Regions from separate parts of the Mus musculus genome. Here region 2 is linked to region 1. Evidence: chromatin contacts called from public HiChIP or PLAC-seq data. All regions are on one chromosome and are shown on one strand. The core of a region is the stretch at or near the end of the contact, and the rest is flanking DNA. Distances in the headings are between cores, read along the strand shown. Region 1 overlaps Ahcyl2 (S-adenosylhomocysteine hydrolase-like 2). Region 2 overlaps Ube2h (ubiquitin-conjugating enzyme E2H).

Region 1 (6,284 bases), core at 2,700-5,199:
GCAGCCAGCCACAGAGAGGAGGAGGGGCAGGCGTCACAGCCACGGAGAGGCTTACCAGGCTTGCAGGGCACAGATGGGGTCAATCTCAGTCACGTACACAATGGAGCCCATGGCTTTCAGAGCAGCGCAGCACCCCTTTCCCACCTGAGCAGTCAGAGAACATAGCAATGAGCACAGCCCGTGAAAGCACACTTCTCCAGCCTCTTGAGGTTTGCGGAGGGGACCCTGATTCTTCCCCTCAAAGTAAGTTTGCTGAGTAGACTCATGCTCGGGAAAAACCAAGAAAAACAAATAAATGCAGTTCATAAACAAATCCCCGGCCCCTGCTTGGCACATTCATATGCATGAGAACACCCACATTCACGATTTATAATCAAAACACAAGCTAAAAGAACATCACAAACAGCGATGCTGGAACAAGTCAGAAAATCAATGAGAAAAAATACAAAAGGAAAAGAAAGGCACTGAACTCAAGGCCCTCTGAAGTTAGGTGTTCCCATCTAACATGGTGCATGGTATACTGCCGTCTACACACAAAACTCGGCAACATTTTAACAAAATACATTTTAAGCATCCAACAAGTAAAAGGTTGAACATTACCTCTCCATAGCCACAGACCACCACCTGCTTTCCACCAAACATCATATCTGTTGTCCTTTTAAGTCTGAGGGAAACAAAAACAAAACCAAACCATTCACTTAGAAAAACATATCCTTAGCTTCCTACCTGAGGCTTGTGTGTTTGTTTTAGTTCTTTCATTTTTGAGGGAAAGCAATACAGTCTGTATTTTGTCTATCTAACGAGCTCAAGGTATATGGGAGCTGTGCAGCCTCCCTCTTTAATCTCTGAGACTAAAGTGAGTGGTGCAAAAGAAAGATATAGAGTACACAGTGGCCTGTAAACAAAAAAGCAATGTACACGTCTATATTGTGACTAGATAGGGGAAAAAGCAAAGATACAAATAAGGAAACTGTAATTTTAATTTAGGAAGTGACAGTTCTGACGTAATGGCAACACTGTTTTACCTTGCTGTTTTAGGAATATACCGTAAGTAATGCAGTTAGCAGTATCAGAGTACCCAGTTTGGTCTTACACTGATCCAATAGGGAGAGTACTGGACAACGGTGCAGAGAGGCTGTGAAATCTGCTGATGCTCACTATATAGACAATGAGCTTTCTGGGTTCATGTGGAGTAGAAACATTCTACCTTTGTATCTTGTTCTCTATGAAACTGATCCTTGCTGTCTCCAGGATTTCTGGAAAGAATGTGTAGGAGTGAGTTCTGGTTCTCCTTGGGTAAAGACTACTTTTTCTGGGAATCTTGGTCAAGAAAAAAAGCGTTTCAACTAAAATCCAGTCAATTTTGAGATACACGGTCTCTCCAAATATGTGTAAAACTTCCTACTTTCTGGTGGGGACTACCACACTCACAAGTCATGGATTATCAGAGTGGTCTTGCAATGGCTAGCACAGCAAGGAGACCAAAGGATCTATTTCTAGGCCTCCTTTCTCTTGACCACTTTCTGAAGATTTTCCTCATCCCCCTTCTTTTTAACCATACACAGCTGTGGTGGTCTGGAAACTTCCTTCACACTGCACCTCTGCAAATGACAACCAGGCTGCAGACATGGACGGACTCCAGGTAGGCAGTGATAATCCTGTGACCTCAGGATTTTCCTCAAGGATAAAGGACAAAAGAGACTTCACTCAAGGAAGGACTGGGGGTAACGGTAAGCTACCTGGTGCTATTTAGTTGCCATGGCAACCCTCTGAACTTCTCTTTGGTTCTTCTCGCTCCACAGCCCTAGGAGAGCTAAAACACTATCTACTCTACAATGTGAAAAGCCTAGCTGAGCTCCTTTGGAGCTTCGGGGGAATTTTTCTTCTTCCTCAAGTGGAATCTTAGTCAGCAGTACACAAGGAGGTGTTGGCAGGGCTCCCTGATGCCCGTGTGATGGTGAATTCTGACTGACAACTTAAGGGGACTTAGAACCACCACGGTACTAAACCTCTGGATATGTCTTTGAGGGAGTTTCTAGACTAGGTTAACGGACATAGGAAGACCCTCAGCATAGGCAGTACCACTTGATGGATGGGAGCCCTGGACCAAAGAAAAGGAGAAAGCACCATCTTCATCTCTTTCATCAGCATTCTTCTTTGCTTTCTGACTGTGGATGGCTGTCCTTCTGCCAGGACTTCCTGTCATGACTGGATTATGCCTGTGTTGCTTTTGTCAGGTGTTTGGTCCTAGCGACATGTAAAGGGACGGATACAGCAAGTAACCATCTCAGAACTATAGAAGATTAAGTATTAATACCTTTCTCATGTGGATGCTCTCTTAGCCAAAGTGCCTGCCTGCTCCACTGCCCCTCCTTTTCTTTCTGGTTTTGTGAGACAGGATCTTATGTAGCACAACCTGGCCTCAAATTTGTTAAATAAGAAAGAATAGCCTAGAACATTCGATTCACCTCCTTGGCCTCCTGAGTGCTGGGATTACAGATGTGTGCCACCATCCCTGGCTTCTACTTAGGTGTCTCTGGAGCAGTTTTCATCTCTCTTGCTTTCATCTCTACTGAGAGAACAATTTCCCTTGACCCAGTTGCAGTCTGGCACTGTTTGCAGGTACCAATGAGCTTGTACCACTTAGCAAGTTTAGATGACAGCCCAGGTCCCTGCTCCTCACTGTAAAATCTAACCATAACCTCCACTCTGCTGCTTCTTGTCACTCTCGTACACTCTTGTACAACCTTAATACTCTTTCTTACTGAGGGAGTAAACTAGGTTGGGAGGGGCTCTATCCATTTTTCTGAATTAGTAGAGTTCTCTTCACATATCTTTTACTGATCCTGGTATAGGCCAACTTTAGGTTCACACATCCGGTATTTGAAAAGTCAAAAGACAGTGGTGAGTAGTTAAGTATTTTAATGAAATATATACAAATGACTATTAATGTGGTCAGAATTGAGGTATCTGTCACAATGACACTCACCATGAGGATACTCCATAGCTGACTACTGAGCTAAGAATTTAGGAAAACATTTAGTCTGTGTGATACTACTGACTCCCTAGTAATATAGTAGGCCACCATAGGTACAATGTACATCGAACATTCCACCAAACAGAAAAAAAAAAAAAAAAGACAAACCTCCCTAGATTCTAACTGAATCTTAAAACTTACTATACATGAAGTTCTAGACAGAGAAGCAAGGTGTTGGGTTTGGTTGCACATGCCTGTATTAAAGCACAATGAAAGAAGAACTGTGCTATTGAGGCCAGGCTGCGCTATGTATCAAGTTCCAGATCAGCTGGGTGTGCACAGTGAAATGCCACCCTGACTGTTGTTTGGTTGGTTTTTTTACAGGAGAAAGGTAACAACACTGAATAACTTACCCTGTCTTATTAACTCTCATAATAACTCATAAAGTTAAAAAAAAAAAAACCCTCATAAAGTAGGTCACAAAGTTACTATTTTACAGATGAGGGAATATGCAAGGAGGATAAGCAAGGGATTACAGTTAATAAATAGGTAATGGGGGCAGCATTTAAACTGAGGTCTTTCTGGATCCAGTGCCCACCGGTAGTGTCACAGCACACACTGAATGGCTAGGAATACAGTCCACAGAACCTTTCCTCATTTTCTCTCTTAACTCACACGGGATGGAAACACTGCACTTGCCACATTCTAAGCTATTTTGATGGTTTTACTTAGACAATTACTTGAGGGCTATGATTTGGATCTAGAATGGTCCCAAAGGTTCATATGATAAAGGCTTGGTCCCCCTGCTTGCTTTACTAAAATGTGTTGAAAACTCTAAGAGGTCAAGTCTAGTGAGAGGCGTTCTAGGAACTGGCAACAGATTCTTGAAAGGGTAGAGGGGACCCAGTGCCTTCATTACTCTTTTCTTACGTCTCAGTCAGAAGCAGTCGACTTTACTTTGTCACATGATCCTGACTAACCACACACTGCTTCACTGCACGCCCCAAAGCAAACAAGGCCATCTGCCCACAGACCAACACCTCTAAAACTCTGAGCCAAAATCAAGCTCTGATTTTCAAAAGTTGAGTATGTCAAGTATTAGTTACACCAATGGAATTGACTGCACATGAGGGTCTTGCTAGCAGTTAATGAAAGAACGCCAGAACACAAGGGTGGAGACAGGGTGAATACTGTCAGACCTGCAACCTTCATACAGCAGAAAGCAGAAATGCCTCTGGGAGTTCATTTTTCCTCCCACAAGTTTCTAGATAGTCAAGAACTCTATGGCAGTAATAACATGAGAACTATACAGTATGTTATGGGAACCATGATCTGAAATAGGATCAGCTGAGATCTCTTTCAAAATCATTGTTATGCCATTTTAATAGCACAAAATATAAACTCTTACTAACAGCAGCTAATCTCAATTATTTTTTTTATTTCACTGCCTATTTTATTATTATAAGTCGAGATTATTCTCATCTCAGACTTGTTATATAGCCTAGGTTGCTCTTTTTTTTTTATTAGATATTTTCTTTATTTACATTTCAAATGTCATCCCCTTTTCTGGTTTCCCCTCCAAAAACCCCCTAGCCCCTCTCCCCTCCCCCAACCCACCCACTCCCGCTTCCTGGTCCTGGCATTCCCCTGTACTGAGGCATAGAAGCTTCACAGGACCAAGGGCCTCTCCTCCCATTCATGTCCGACTAGGCCATTCTCTGCTACATATGCATCAATTCTTTTTTAAAATTTTGTTTACTTTTATGTGCATGAGTGCTTTGTCTGAATATGTTTGCCTGGTACCTGTGGTGGCCAAAAGAGGGCACCAGATCTCCTGGGTCTGGAATTACAGACATCTGTCAGCTGCCATGTGGGTACTGGGAATTAAACACAGGCCCCTCTGGAAGAGGAGCAAGGGCTCTTAATCTCTGAGCCCAATCTCTAGCCCCAGTCTAATATCCTAAGTGAAAGAGATTTTTCTTGTAATTGTGAGTGATAGCAACTGAGCTCCAGGTTACACAGTTCTGGGTGTGATGTGGTTAAACATGAAACAGTTCCAGAAATAACTAAAACCAAAGAAGCTGGAACCGTCAGGCAATAACCCAAGACCACCTCAAAGATAGCAGACATTACCCGTCAAGAATAGATTCACGGCAACAGTAGAGGTTATCAAATTTCTGCTTAGTGACTGAGTCATTGACGTTCATGGCGGGAACACACAGCTTCCCAGCTTTGGACAGTTGGTACAGCCTGGGAAGGAAAGAGGCAAGAGGAACATAAAACAGCCAGACATTACAACCTACGATTGGTTTCATGTCTGATCCCTGAAATATACTGATGGACTGAGCATGAAAGAAAAGATATAACTAATTCCATCCTACAAGACAGATACAGAGAAATAGATAATGTATTTCTAGAAGCTGTATCCAGCCTGGCAATAAAGCTCATATTCAAAAAACCATGTAGGGAAAAGCTTTGATCCAACTATGTTTTTTTTTTTTTCCATTTTTTATTAGGTATTTAGCTCATTTACATTTCCAATGCTATACCAAAAGTCCCCCATAGCCACCCATCCCCACTCCCCTACCCACCCACTCCCCTTTTTTTTGGCCCTGGCGTTCCCCTGTACTGGGGCATATAAAGTTTGCGTGTCCAATGGGCCTCTCTTTCCAGTGATGGCCGCCTAGGCCATCTTCCAACTATGTTTTAAGATCTTAATATATTTAATTGCATATAAATCTTTTTCGTTTTTATTTTTAAAGATGGAGACTTCTGTTTTGAGATAGGGTCTTACTGTGGAGTCCTGTCTGGTCTGGAACTCACAGAGATCCACTGGCCTCTGCTGGCATCAAAGGCATGCACTACCATGCCCACTGCAAGACTGAGACTTTAGAAAAGTTACTAGCTTTATTGTATGTGTATGAGTGTTTACTTGAATGCATGTATGTTTAAGGCATGGGTGCCTGGTGAGGCCCAAAGAGGATGTTAGATCTTCTGGAACTTGAGTAACCAACGTTGTGAGATGCCAGGTAGATCCTAGGAACCAACTCTGGGTCCTCTGCAAATGTAGCAAGAGCTCTAAAACCACTGAGCAATCTCTTCCAACCTTCATATAAATTTTATATTCCTTTTTAATAATTAAAAAAAGAAGTAATGTGGGGGCTGGAGAAGTGACTCAGTGGTTGAGAGCGTATTTCCTGCTTGTCCAGAGACTGATCCACGTTGATCCCATCTAGTGGCTTGGCATCACCTGCCACTCTGTCTTCAGGAAACCTAATGCATGCTCTCTCTCTCTCTCTCTCTCTCT
Region 2 (6,284 bases), core at 2,297-4,796, 340 kb before region 1:
AATAGCGCTTAATTCCATCAGAGGCAGATGGATCGGATGCTTTGTTGAGGCATGTAGCTGAGTGGTAGAGCACTCCTGGATTTGACACCTTGTATTGAAAAAGACAAAACCAGGAAAGGCCTTTCTTGAGCTGTGCTGATGGACAGCACTTGTAATCCTAATGGTTGGACAGCCAGGGCAGAGAGAGTACAGGTTCCAGGTGAGTCTAATCTACATGGCGAAACACTGCTTTTAAAAAAGATGCCGGGCTGGTGAGATGGCTCAGTGGGTAAGAGCACCCGACTGCTCTTCCGAAGGTCCGGTGTTCAAATCCCAGCAACCACATGGTGGCTCACAACCATCTGTAAGAAGATCTGACTCCCTCTTCTGGAGTGTCTGAAGACAGCTACAATGTACTTACATATAATAAATAAATAAATATTAAAAAAAAAAAGAAACCCTTACTCCATTTAAAAAAAAAAAAAAAAAAAAAAGATGCCGTGCTGGAGAGATGGCTCATCAGCTAAGAGCACTGACTGCCCTTTCTGAGGACTCAGGTTCAATTCCCAGCACCCACATGGCAGCTCCCAGCTGTAAGTCCAAGATCTGATACCCTCACATAGATGGACATGTAGGCAAAACACCAATGAACATAAAGATGAGAAGGTGAGGAGGAGGGGGAATGGTGGTTTGTCCCTCAGTGTGCCTCCCAGGTGCCATGTGTTACAGATGCTCAGCTGTTTGTAGAAGTTTGAGTTTAGTAGATACACTGAGAGGTTTGTGTGTTCATCTTTATGACTGGTTGGGCAACAACTATTTGAAGAGGCCCAGAGGCTCAGTGTTGTGTCTGTGTATGTGTAGACTCATAACTTCATACCTGGTATCATTCTGCATCTTGTAGGTAGAGGCTAAGTAGAACAGGTTCTTCTCAGCATGAGAGGAATGCCGCCTGTTCTACAGAAGAGAGGAATTGCGCGCTTAGTTTCAGGCTTGCCGGCTTTGACAGGACTTAGCTAGCTAGCTCCATGACCAGCCCCCCTTATGGACTTGTAACTCTTCAGAAAGCAACTATTTCAGGCAAGTGGAAAAGTTGTTCTTCAGTAGAAGAGTTTAGTGGATTGGGTATGTCATGTTCACTGGTCAGCATTAGACCATGTAGTAACCCAGGCTTTGTGGATTATGCATCCCAATCCAGCCAGTATAGGACCCATGAAGCTGACCTGCTTTATTGGGGCTATAGATACAGGGTTCACTTTAGTTCTTAAATAAGACGAGGAGCTCTGATTATTTTTATTTAAATCTTTATTCATTATTATATGTTAGTACACTGTAGCTGTCTTCAGACACACCAAAAGAGGGCATCAGATCTCATTACGGGTGGTTGTGAGCCACCATATGGTTGCTGGGATTTGAACTCAGGACTTTCAGAAGAACAGTCAGTGCTCTTAACCACCTAGTCATCTCTCCAGCCCCTGATTTGGTTTTTAATCTGTGTTTATGATAATAGGCAAAATTTATCTTATAGATAGATTTCTTTTTTGTGTTTGTCAATACTGGGTTTTTCTGTGTAGCATTAGCTGTCCTGGAACTCAACCTGTAGACCAGGCTGTCCTTGAATTCACAGTGCTAGGATAAAGGGCCTGTCTAGTGCTGGGATTAAGGGTTTACACCATCACAACCTATGGGTTCTTAGCTTATAATTGCACGTAGTTATCTTTTTTGGGAAGCAGGGGGGGGTCGTGGTAGATTAGAGATAGGGGTTCTCTGTATAGCCATGACTGTCCTGGAACTCACCTTGTAGAATAGACTCGCCTTGAACTCAGAGATCTTCTGCCTCTGCCACCCCCACCCCAGTACTGGGAATAAAGATAACTGGCTCTTTTTTCTTACATTAACACCAACTATTATTGCCTGGTAGTTCAAAGTTCTAATAAAAGCTTTAGTGTAACTATTGTGTATACCACACTGACTGGCTGATTAAAGATTAACTGCCTTCATTTCAGGAAGGTTGGTAACGAATCCTAGCATAAGATAAGCAAGGTTGTGTCAGGTTTGAACTACAATGACCTCTAAAAAACACCCCAATAAGGTGAGAAGTGTTCTGAGGTGATGAGCAGTGTCTTTGAGAGCTGCTCATCTGAGATATACAGAAGTATGCATTGTTTCAGGTCATTTTCAGGTTAAATACATTGGGAAGGGACTACAACTAAGCAGTTAATGGGGATTTTTTTTCCCATTTTTAAAAGATTTGTTTGTTTGTCTTATGAGTGTGCTGTCACTGTCTTTAGACACACCAGAAGAGGGCTTTGGACCCGTTACAGATGGTTGTGAACCACCGTGTGGTATCTGGGATTTGAACTCAGAACCTCTGGAAGAGCAGTCAGCGCTCTTAACCACTGAGCCATCTCTCCAGCCCAGGAAAATAACTTTATATGTGGGTTTAGATGACTTTGTTTTATATGGATGGATGTCTTGCCTACATGTATGTCTTTGCACCACGTTTGACTGGCATCCTCAGAGGGCAGGAGAAGATATCAGATCCTTGGGGAACTAGAGTTACAGACAGTTGTGAGTCATCATGTGAGTGTTTGGAATTGAATCCAGTTCTTTGAGAAGAGCAACCAGTGCTCTTAGTCATTGAGCCATCCCTCTAGCCCTATTTTATTTTATCTTGAGACACAGGCTTACTATGTAGCCTTGGCTGGCCTAGAGTTCACTTCATAGACCAGACTGGACTCAAACTCAAAGACATCTGCCTGCCTCTGCCTTCCAAGTACTAAAACTAAAGGCATATACTACCATTCCCACCTAGAGTGCTTTTAAAATGGTCCATGTACTGGAGATGTTTCTCAGTGGTAAAGCATTTAACCTACCATATGTAAAAGTCCTGGGTTCACGCTCTGATATCACAGTAAGTATGTAAGTAATTAACTTGCACGAAATGTGATACAATGGTTCTTAGGTCAGACTGGTGACCTGGTGGTCTGGCAGTTAGCAGGACTTTAGTGTTCCTCAGGTCTTAGGATACTACAGCCTTACTGTTGTCTTTCCCCTCAAAGAACAAAATTACTTTCTTTAAGCTTAAAATACTGAAAAGCAAAAATACTACCAATAAGTGGAATTCAAGGTCAGTGGTGACTGATCCATTAACCTCCTGGATGTGCCATGTGGGGTCTTTCTTTCTTGATCCAACAGCATTTATTTTAGAGAAAGTTACTTTTAATCTCAAACTTTTTAAAGATGGTCTACCTGTCTGAGGCTATTCCTCATTAGCTTTACTGAAGTGTTATTTCTGAGGATGCCGGCTGCCTGTTATAGCCCCTTATCATGTTTTTCTCGCCCATAACTGGGTAAGTTACTCGCAGTGTAGCCTCTCTGGTTGCTGAGGTACGTAGGTATTGTGGTTGGAGTGTGAAGTGTCTCCGACAGGCTCATGTGTTGGACAGTCGGTCCCCAGTGGGTAGTGCTATTTTGGGAGGTGTAGAAACTTTAGGAGGTGGCTCTAGCTAGAGGAAGTAGGTCACTAGAGGCATGCCTTTAAAGTTACAGCCACTCCCTGGTCTCCTGCTTGCTCTCCACTTCTGGCCAACAAGGAAGGCGCCTCCTCTGCATGCTCTCATTGCCACTGCTCCATCCAACCATGTGCTGAAACCATGGGCCAGTAAGGCTTGCCTTCTTTAGGTTGACATCTGAGTTTTGGACATATTCTTGAATGCCAGGATAGCCAGGTCTACACAGTGGGGGTCCCTGGCTCCCCTACCCCCCCCCAAAAAAAAAGAAAGAAAAAGAAAAAAGGAGTAATGAAGCATTTCATTTGTTTGTAGATTCTCACTGTAGTTTTTCACTGCTCATGTACTGTAAGCAGGAGAAGAAAATGTGTAAACACGTTCCAGATCTTCTGTTGTTCCCCAGGAGCTGGAAAAGGATTTTAAACATCTATTAATTAGTCTGAAATTATAAAAAAGAAAAGAGGAAAGAAAGAGAGAGAGAGAGAGAGAGAGAGAGAAGAAGGAAGGAAGGGAGGGAGGGAGGGAAGGAAAGGAAAGGAAAGGAAAGGAAAGGAAAGGAAAGGAAAGGAAAGGAAAGGAAAGGAAAGGAAAGGAAAGGAAAGGAAAGGAAAGGAAATAAGGGCGTCTTTAATTATTTATGCAGTTTCAATCTCCTTTTTTCTTTATCTGTTTTTGGCTTTTCAAGACAAGGTTTCTCTGTAGCCCTGGCTGTCCTGGAACTCACTCTGTAAGGAGGGCTGCCTCTGCCTTTAATGCCCCTGGGATTAAAGGCATGGACCACCATCACCACCCAGCTGTTTTCTCTGTCTGTCTGTCTGTCTGTCTTGAGATGAGGTCTCGAAGTGTATTGGGATTTTTGCCTGTGCCACCATGCCCTCCTCTGTTCCAGTCCTTAGAACGCCCCCAGGACGCCTGCCCTGGCTCCCTACAGTCAGTACTTAGCCTGGCCGAGCACTGCAGTAAAGTCTCATGGTTGACTTTATTCTGGAAACAGTAGAAACTCCTGATTTGCTTGTGAATTGATGGTAGGATTTTGGAAATTCAGTGGCTGATTTTTTTTCCCTTAGTAGTCAAGGATATGAATAATGTGATTAAAATCCTAAAATGACTACAGTTTACATAGCCATAATTTGAATTACAATGGCCAGAATCCCAGGAAAGCTCTGTGTAAGTCATAGAAGAAATCATGGGTTCTAGACCACAGGAATTGACACCCTGTGATGACACCTTGGGTTCATCTTTTTCTCTAAGTGTGAGCAAGATTTTTTTTTTTTTTACTTCCTCTTCTTTGAGCCTGCTCCTTACTGAATTATGGAACAAAGGGGAACAGTGATGTGGCTGTTGACTGCCCAGGGTAGAACAGAACACAGAGACGTATATACTCCTCTGTCCTGTCCTGTTTGTGTTAAGAGACCAAGTCCAGGGCCTTGGGCTCGCCAAGCATATGCTGTAGAGCTGGAACTTGATCCTGAAGAGAAGTGACTGACTGTCTTTTTCCTGGTTGTCAGGGTGAGAATTTGGAGTCCTGCATGCCCTTTAAGGTCCACCTTGACAGAGATGAGACCTGGCAGAGGCATTTTTCTCAAGGCAGTTGAGGAAAAAAGCCTAATCAAACTCTGCATCTCTGAGTTCCAGGACAGCCAGGGCTACATAGTCTACACAGGGCTACACCCTGCCTCGAAAACAAAAGAAACAGAAAACTCCTTTCTGAGGACTGGGCTCTTACTTTTTATTTCTTATAGCCAAAGCAGCTTATAAAAGAAAGCATTTAATTGGGACTTGCTCCAGTTTCTGAGGATGAGTCCATTCCTCTCATGGTAGTAGGCGTGGCCTGGAACCACAGTGTGGAGCTTACTGAGCCACTGACTCCTCCCCTCGCCTCTATGCAGGTGGTAGGCAGGCAGAGAGGGAGGCAAGCCCTCCTCCAGACACACCTTCTAATGCTTCCTAAACTGCCCACCGCTAGGAACCATAGTCATTCCAACCACCAGCGGCCAAGGACAAGGGTGCTCAGTGAAACCCTTCCTTCTTCAGAAGGGAATGGATTTTCACAAAACTAATTTTATGCATGTCAAATCTAATAAAACTAGAAATATGAAGGAACTATATCAAAGATTTTATAGTTATCAGCATATCTATTGCTTTAATATTATAAGACAGTGGGCTTCCAGAGTGTATATACAAAGCTAATTCTTTGGGGGAGATAGGTGAAACAAAGTCTTACTTTGTAGCCTTGACTTGTTTGGAACTCAACTATATAGACCAGGCTGACCTCAAACTCTGCTTCTGAACGCTGGGATTGTGCTACCACATGTGGCTTGCAAGCTAATGCTTACATTACAAATACTCTGAAATCACAGTAAGTTTGTTTGGTGCACGCACAGCCGGAGGATGGACAGTAGGACAAACTGGGGGTGGGCGGCGGGTCCTGAGAGTGTAGACAGGGCTCTTGGGAGGTCAGACTACAACCTCAGATGCTGTTTCTCAGATACCTTGAACTGTTTGTTTGAGACAGGGCTTCTCAGTGGTATAGAATATCACCAATTGGCAAAGCTAGTTGTCTGTCAAGCTCCAGGGACCTGCCCAGCTCTGCAGTTATCTCCCCAGCACTGGGATGACAAGTGTGTGCCCCTGGCTTTTTCATGAATTCTGAGGATTCAAACTCCCAGGTCTTAATGCTTAAGAGGCAAGCATCCCCCTTACTGAGCCAGCCTTCACAATAATTCTGAAAAGCAAAGAATTTGCAAGTAAAAGTCCCTGTAATGATGGCTAATTGTGGTTTCAAATTCCTAGAGG

Evidence for each region. HiChIP or PLAC-seq counts read pairs in DNA pulled down with a chosen protein or histone mark.
Region 2: an H3K27ac HiChIP or PLAC-seq map of large pre-B cells shows a contact between it and region 1, with 2.5 times the contacts expected there. The contact joins two enhancer-like sites. A contact is called at or near these places in 1 of 115 datasets of contacts at active chromatin or transcription factors (large pre-B cells) and 2 of 9 other capture datasets (adipose tissue and liver).

Annotation. Positions count from the first base shown.
Region 1 is chr6:29,885,061-29,891,344 of GRCm38.p6, reverse strand. Ahcyl2 (S-adenosylhomocysteine hydrolase-like 2) reads right to left here. Exons shown (of 17, transcript NM_001171000.2): 8 at 5,111-5,227; 9 at 601-664; 10 at 56-144. Among named protein-coding and RNA genes, the nearest start is that of Strip2, 29 kb to the left of the region's middle. Within about 2 kb of position 3,949, at least 11 of the 459 cell types and tissues checked have an H3K27ac peak or open chromatin away from gene starts, as enhancers often do.
Region 2 is chr6:30,227,628-30,233,911 of GRCm38.p6, reverse strand. All of the region lies in intron 5 of Ube2h (ubiquitin-conjugating enzyme E2H), which reads left to right. Among named protein-coding and RNA genes, the nearest start is that of Gm31221, 53 kb to the right of the region's middle. Within about 2 kb of position 3,546, at least 41 of the 459 cell types and tissues checked have an H3K27ac peak or open chromatin away from gene starts, as enhancers often do.